2 separate regions of the Danio rerio genome follow, and region 1 is linked to region 2. The links are chromatin contacts, called in public Micro-C maps. All regions are on one chromosome and are shown on one strand. The core of a region is the stretch at or near the end of the contact, and the rest is flanking DNA. Distances in the headings are between cores, read along the strand shown.

Region 1 (3,328 bases), core at 372-2,871, 40 kb after region 2:
TTTTGATAGGTTTCTTAAACTTTTACAGATAAAACAGAGATATATTATTATTATTATTATTATTATTATAAATTTTTTTTAATATTTGATTTTCTTTTCGGCTTACTCCCTTTATTAATCTGGGATCGCCACAGCGTAATGAACCTCTAACTTATTCAGCACGTTTTACACAGCGGATGCCTTTCCAGCTGCAACCCATCACTGGGAAACATCCATACACACTCATACACTATGGACAATTTAGCTAACCCAATTGACCTGTTGCACATGTGTTTGGACTGTGGGGGGGAAACTGGAGCACCCGGAGGAAACCCACGCCAACACAGGGAGAACATGCAAACTCCACACAGAAATGCCAACTGAACCAGTGACCTGTGACTGCTGTGAGGCGATCGTGCTAACCACTCCGCCATTGTGACATCCTTATTATTTTATTTTAAAAAGGTTAGTTTGTCTTTATATCTGTTTATATTATCTTTAGGTTTATTTGCATATTTATTAGGTTTATTTGCATATTTATTAGGTTTATTTGCATATTTATTTGATCGTTTTAATAAACATTGTCAAAAAGTGCAAGTACCCACAACGTTGTTATGCATATTAATTACCATAATATATTGTATTAAGGGTGACTCGGCTGCTCAGTGGTTAGCACTGTTGCCTCACAGCAAGAACGCCACTGGTTCGAGTCCTGGTGGGGTCAGTTGGCATTTCTCTGTGGAGTTTGCATGTTTTCCCAGTGTTGGCGTGGGTTTCCTCCAGGTGCTCTGGTTTCCCCCACAGTCCAAACACATGCGCTATAGGGGAACTGATGAACTGAGCTGTAGAGTGTGTGTTTAAAAGAGTGTGTATGGGTGTTTACCAGTGTTGGATTGCAGCTGGAAGGGCATCTGCTGTGTAAAACATATGCTGGATAAGTTGGCAGTTTATTCTACTGTGGAAACTCGTGATGAATAAAGGACTAATGTATAAATAAATATATATAATATTATTAAATACCGCCACATTATTATAGACATTTTCAAAATCTCTCTCTGTCTTTGATTTATTACATTTATATTAAATATTGTCGATTAAAAAAGATCTTAAGCACTTTTTAAAAGCATTATTATAATAAATCTAGCTTTAAAAATACTCATTATTAGTACAGATATCGAATGGTTTCATTAGTGGCTGGTTAATGCTTCACACAGGCATTTGCTCTGCAAGTCTTGATTGTTTTCATGCAGGCATTAGTAAGCAAGCAGAAAGCAGAGATGATGTCATCCAGAGATGATGTAATGCTTCATGAAGGCAGATGAAAGCAGAGTAAATCGAAAATCTCCCAGTGTGTAAAAACAGCGCTCCCAGATCAGAATCAGCATGTGTTTTTGCAGATGTCACACCGATACACTGGCTGTGTGTATATGATGGAGACGATCAGTGTGTGTCTGAAGTGTGTGTTTGGCCTCATTCCCAGCAGCTCTCGCTCTCAGACGCGTCCATTATTATTACTTTGACAGCTCCAGTTTACAGTAACCTGCTTTTAACTCGTGCGCGAGGGCTTTTCACAGCAGCTCTTCATACACACTTGTTAAGGTCAACTCTGTGTTTTTTTCCGCCTGAAGTTTTTCCTGCTCTGCGTTCACCATGATTGAAGCTCATGCCAGTGTTTTCGCCCCCTGCTGGTGATTCAGGACTGCAGATTTTCTCCTGTTTTGTTGGTTTTGAAAGTAAAGGTCAGAGAGTGGGATGCTGGAGTTTATTTAAACATGCTTTTTGGCCTCTGTAGACTCAAATCTGTTCATAGCATGCGTTGCTTCCAGTCAAGTTTTATATTAGGACTGGAAAAATCAGACATTGTGATATATATTGCAGTATATTGTTTCACTAGATAATTTGATGAGCTCTATTTGGAAAGATTTCAATAATTTAGGTTGACTTGGATAAATTAGGTTGAATTGCAATAAAAAATTTTATTAAATTAAATAAGCTGTGTTTTATTGTTTTTCCAGGGGAAAAAAAAAAATTTGAAAAAAAAAAATCCACAAATTCCTGCGTAAAAAAAATAATAATTAAATATGCAAATAAATAAATTTAAAAAATCCACAAATTTCTGCATAAATAAAAAAAATATGCTAAAAAAATAAATGTATATAATAAATCTATAAATTCTTGCATAAATAAAATAATAAACAAATAAACATGCAAATAAATAAATATAAAAAAATCCACAAATTCACGCATAAGTAAAAAATATGCTGATAAATAAATCTTTATAACAAATCCATAAATTCCTGAATAAATAAAAAAAGAAAAATGCAAATAAATAAATATATATAAAAAATCCACAAATTCCTGCATGAATAAAATAATAAATAAATATGCAAAATGAATTTATATAACAAATCTCTAAATTTCTGCATAAATAAAATAAATATGCAAATAAATACATTTATATATGAAATCCAAATTATTAAATAAATGCATAAATAAGATTATAAATAAATACACTATTATATAAATAGGTAAATGAATCCATAAATTCCAGCATGGATAAAACAATAAATAAATATGCAAATAAATAAATATATATAATAAATTCATAAATTTCTACATAAATAATAAATAAATAAAAAATAAATAAATGTATGCATATTCAAAATCCACAAATTCCTGCATAATGAAATGTATGAATAATTAATAGTGGGGGCAGATAAGCATTAACAGAACTTTAACCTTGCATGCATTCACACGTTTTAATATTTTAATTAATCAAATAGCATCAACGTAAAAATAAAATGAGAAAACATTATAAAAATTCTACATTAATATGCAAACAACTATAAAATTATATAAAGTATTACATAAATGTATTTTTATTTTAATAAAGATTGAGTGGCATGTTTATTCTCTGTCTTAAAGACAAATAAAAAATGTATACTGATAGTTATTGTTTGTATGAATTAATAGAAAATATTGTTAACTCTAATGCAACAGGGATCTAAATAAACACACCTGTGAAATTATATATAATTATATTTCTTCCTTATTAAATTGTTTTGTGCACCTTATTTATTTGTTTAATTATTTTTTGTAATCTTATTTTTTGGAATGTATTGTTTTTTTTTCTGCATGAAATTATAAAGCCATTTAATGATCAATAACGCATTTATGTATTTATATTTATACATCTCTTTTTGAAGTCTGGTGAATGTGTTGATACCTCTGCGCAGACTAAACACAGATGATGATGATGGTCTGCATTTCAGACACACCCTGATTACGCGGACTGCTCATCTAATATAGTGCAGCTGCTGCCACCTGCAGGACTCCACTGCTATTACAC
Region 2 (3,636 bases), core at 85-2,584:
GTTTAACTGTACAAAGGAGCTAAATCCGCCGCCCCACTTCTATTATTGCGAGCCATGTCGACTTCGAGAAGTGGGACGACGGCGACATTGCTATTTCGACTATAAAGCCAACCCGTCCCGATGGAGAAAAGCAAGACGGTAAAATCACAAAGAACTGACACGCTTTTTGGTGTTTATGTGGAGGAGACAACGCTACAAAATGCTGACGGCTGGTGTGCAACACGCTCAACAAACAACACAATGAGCCTTCCCGAACAAGGTCAACCCAAACAACTTGCTCCGATCGGGGAAATCAGACTTGTTTTCCTTCGACATCATCATCATCATCATCCTCATCATCACTTCAATTGAATGAAAAACAAACGCGTCGCGTTGAGCCCTAATGACAATGTCACCCCAAACAATAACTGTCGCGTTCGGACTGTAACGTCCGTGCCGTCGACACAACCGATTATCAGTGTGAAATGTAACGTTAACAGTCTCCGTTGCGACTAGAGATGAAAACGGGCTTGCTGGGGAAACTACAGCGTGCCTCGCCAGCCATTTCGGCTCACGCTCCGAAACGATCCACGGCTCAGAATAAACACCTAAATTCGCGATGATATTAAGATGAAAACTGCAACGATGTTGATTCATTCGCATCACAATCACAGGAGAGTTTCCGAAGAGCAAAGATTTCAGCCGCTGCACACACACACACACACACACAAATAAAAATCACAATGCATACATTCGTCCTGTCAGATTTCATCGCTTATTCCGTCTAAATATCTCTTCGGATCGCACAAAGCCTTACGTAAGGGACCCAACAAGGCAGTGTTTCCCCCCACATCAGCTATTTGATGGCGAGCAGCGAACAGAAAAGTGCTCGAGTCTTTTGGCGAATTCCAACACAACATCTGCTGGTACAAGTGAAGCCCGAAGTTGCTAATAACAAACTAATAAAGGCGAACAAAAAGTCCCCCGCTGTTTAGATGCACCATTTACATCGTAAAGCCATTTTCTGTGAAAACAAGGCTACGTCTCGTTGTCAAAACACAACGATTAAATTACATCCTCGCATATAACGTCATGGGGGGATCATTTAGTTCAATATTGAGGCTCGATGCAGCTTAGTTTTCTTTCGATCTCCGTCTCCATTAAGACTTTATCTGGTCAACATAATGTCCTACCTGATGTAGAAGACAGGTCGCGGTGTTCCTCCGTTAAATTAGTAATCCATTGGACAAATCATCGATGATCGATGCTGGAAACGTCGTCCGAAAATATAGGAAAGGTGTCGGGATGCGAATCCGACAAATCGCTCGTCAGTCGCACTCGTTTTCTCTGTGTAATAATCCTCTCTCTTTCTGAAACGGGCTGAAGGATACACAAAACCGCCCACTGAGGACAGCGCGCGCGCTGATTGGCTGTTGCACTCGCGCGAACCGCCCCGCTTGTTTTCTATTGGACGGTAAAATCGTAGCAAAGCGTTTTCCTCGCAAGGATACACGGGACTTGTAGGTTTTGAGCTCGACTCTCGTGTTCTACAGTCCCCAGAGCAATGAAGCACACAATGATGACTCAAACTACATTTCCCAGAGTTCAACAGTGAGTGGGGAAATACAACCAGGCTCCGCCTACTTTCACGCGCTTGCTCTTTGCGAGGAAGAGTCGAAAGGTTTCTTTGAATAACAGAAGTTTGATTCGAGATGTTCTCCATTACTGTGTTCATGTTTCTATTTAAAGTCATTGATTACTTAATCTCGGCACTGTTTATTTAGCTTAAAGTAATTGTGTAGAAGTTCTTTTTCTTTTTGGCTTAGTCCCCTTTTATTCTGGGGTCGCCACAGCAGAATGAACCGCCAACTTGTCCAGCATATGTTTTACGCAGCGGATGTCCTTCCAGCTGCAACCCATCTCTGGGAAACATCCATACACACTCATTCCCACTCTCATACACTACAGACAATTTAGCCTACCCAATTCACCTGATCGCATGTGTTTGGACTGTGGGGGAAACCGGAACACCCGGAGGAAACCCTCGTGAATGCAGGGAGAACATGCAAACTCCACACAGAAACGCCAACTGACCCAGCCGAGGCTCGAACCAGCGACCTTCTTGCTGTGAGGTGACAGCACTGCCTACTGTGCCACTGCGTCACCCCTGTTAAGAAGTTGTACAGGTATATAAAGAGGTTATAACATCAGCATTCACATCTCATACACATCTGTATTCTAAGGAAATGGATAAAACCTTTACCCAAACTCGCTATCTTTCATCTTTGAATAATAAGGTATGAGTTATAAGATGCATCAATCATCAAAATAATTAGTATAAACCAGCTTTAAATTGTGTTTTTATCTAATACATCTTAGCAGGAGTGTCTAAACTTGGTCCTGGAGGGCTGGTGTCCTGCATATTTTAGTTCCAACCCCAATTAAACACACCTGAACCAGCTAATAAGTTTGCATGTTCTCCTCTGGTAAGACATGCGGTACAGGTTAAGTGGGTAGGCTAAATTGTCCGTAGTGTATGAGTGTGAATGAGTGTGTCTGGATGTTTCCCATAGATGGGTTACGGCTGGAAGGACGTTCACTATGTAAAAACTTGCTGGATAAGTTGGCGGTTCATGCCGCTGTGGCGACCGCGAATTAATAAAGGGACTAAGCTGAAAAGAAAATGAATGAATACACAGAGCCGACTCATCCTTTTGATTAGCATTATTTATTTTGGGTTGTGCCATTTAATTATCAGAATTTACAAATTATGTTGTTGATTTTAAATCCGCATACTTTTAGATAAATTACCAACCTACATCACACATGACGTCACACAGGTTCCCGGTTGCAAAAAGAGACCGGTTGCAATAGCAAACATGTCGTGTTGTGTGGTAGTAACGTAAACTTTACCGTACACCACACTGCTTTTAATGCCAACTGCAGACATCTTTGGCTGAAAGGGAGCTGAATGAAGTGAGGACCTAATTAAAAATGCTTGACTCTGCAATTCTCATTTCATATCAGGTAAATTAAACTGCGGACACTGAATGCTTACACTGAAATGTAAAGGTGTAAGTTCACATACCGTGCCCTACAGGTGCAGTTCGCTGTCAGAATGCAGTAGTTTTGCTTGTTGATGATTACCCAGGCCTTGTACAGTTCAGTCTTCTTTCCTTATCTTTGGATAAGCAGAACCTTTTAGCACTACATAGTGTTGAATCTGGTCATCATGGAGCATTACTTCTTGCACATGACCACACAGAACAGCATTGTTGGCATCCAAAGACTTGTAGACCTTTAACTTCTCTCTTGTTAAAACACTTGGAGCTTCAATGAGATGTATATTTGGGGCTGGATGCTTGGCCATTTCATCTTATCCAATATTCATTAGGAGGGTGCTATCGCAAATGCACCTGTCAGATGAACAGTGCTCACTTTAATGTTATTTTGCTGAATAACTGTGCTTATCACTGGGTGACGAGCTGTTATAATGCACTGAAAGCATTATGTAAATAATATATATAATATGTAATCAATATAACTTATCTAATACGACAACAAACTCTGAACCGCATCGGATGTCATTCCCTCGCTGTAAATGCTAGCACTCCTGATTTTTTTCTTTAACCTCGCTGCGCGCATCCTGAATGTTTA

The links. Hi-C and Micro-C count contacts between places; a contact is called where the count stands out from the background.
Region 1: a Micro-C map of caudal fin shows a contact between it and region 2, with 4 times the contacts expected there. The contact joins the enhancer-like site here to the promoter of arid4b in region 2. A contact is called at or near these places in 2 of 18 Hi-C or Micro-C datasets (caudal fin and an unstated tissue).

What each region holds. Positions count from the first base shown.
Region 1 is chr13:53,563,725-53,567,052 of GRCz12tu, forward strand. All of the region lies in intron 2 of ggps1 (geranylgeranyl diphosphate synthase 1), which reads left to right. Among named protein-coding and RNA genes, the nearest start is that of ggps1, 34 kb to the left of the region's middle. Within about 2 kb of position 1,622, at least 16 of the 62 cell types and tissues checked have an H3K27ac peak or open chromatin away from gene starts, as enhancers often do. A contact at or near this core is called in caudal fin, where this site is marked.
Region 2 is chr13:53,523,973-53,527,608 of GRCz12tu, forward strand. It overlaps arid4b (AT-rich interaction domain 4B), which reads right to left and starts at 1,335. Exons shown (of 25, transcript XM_073920338.1): 1 at 1,173-1,335.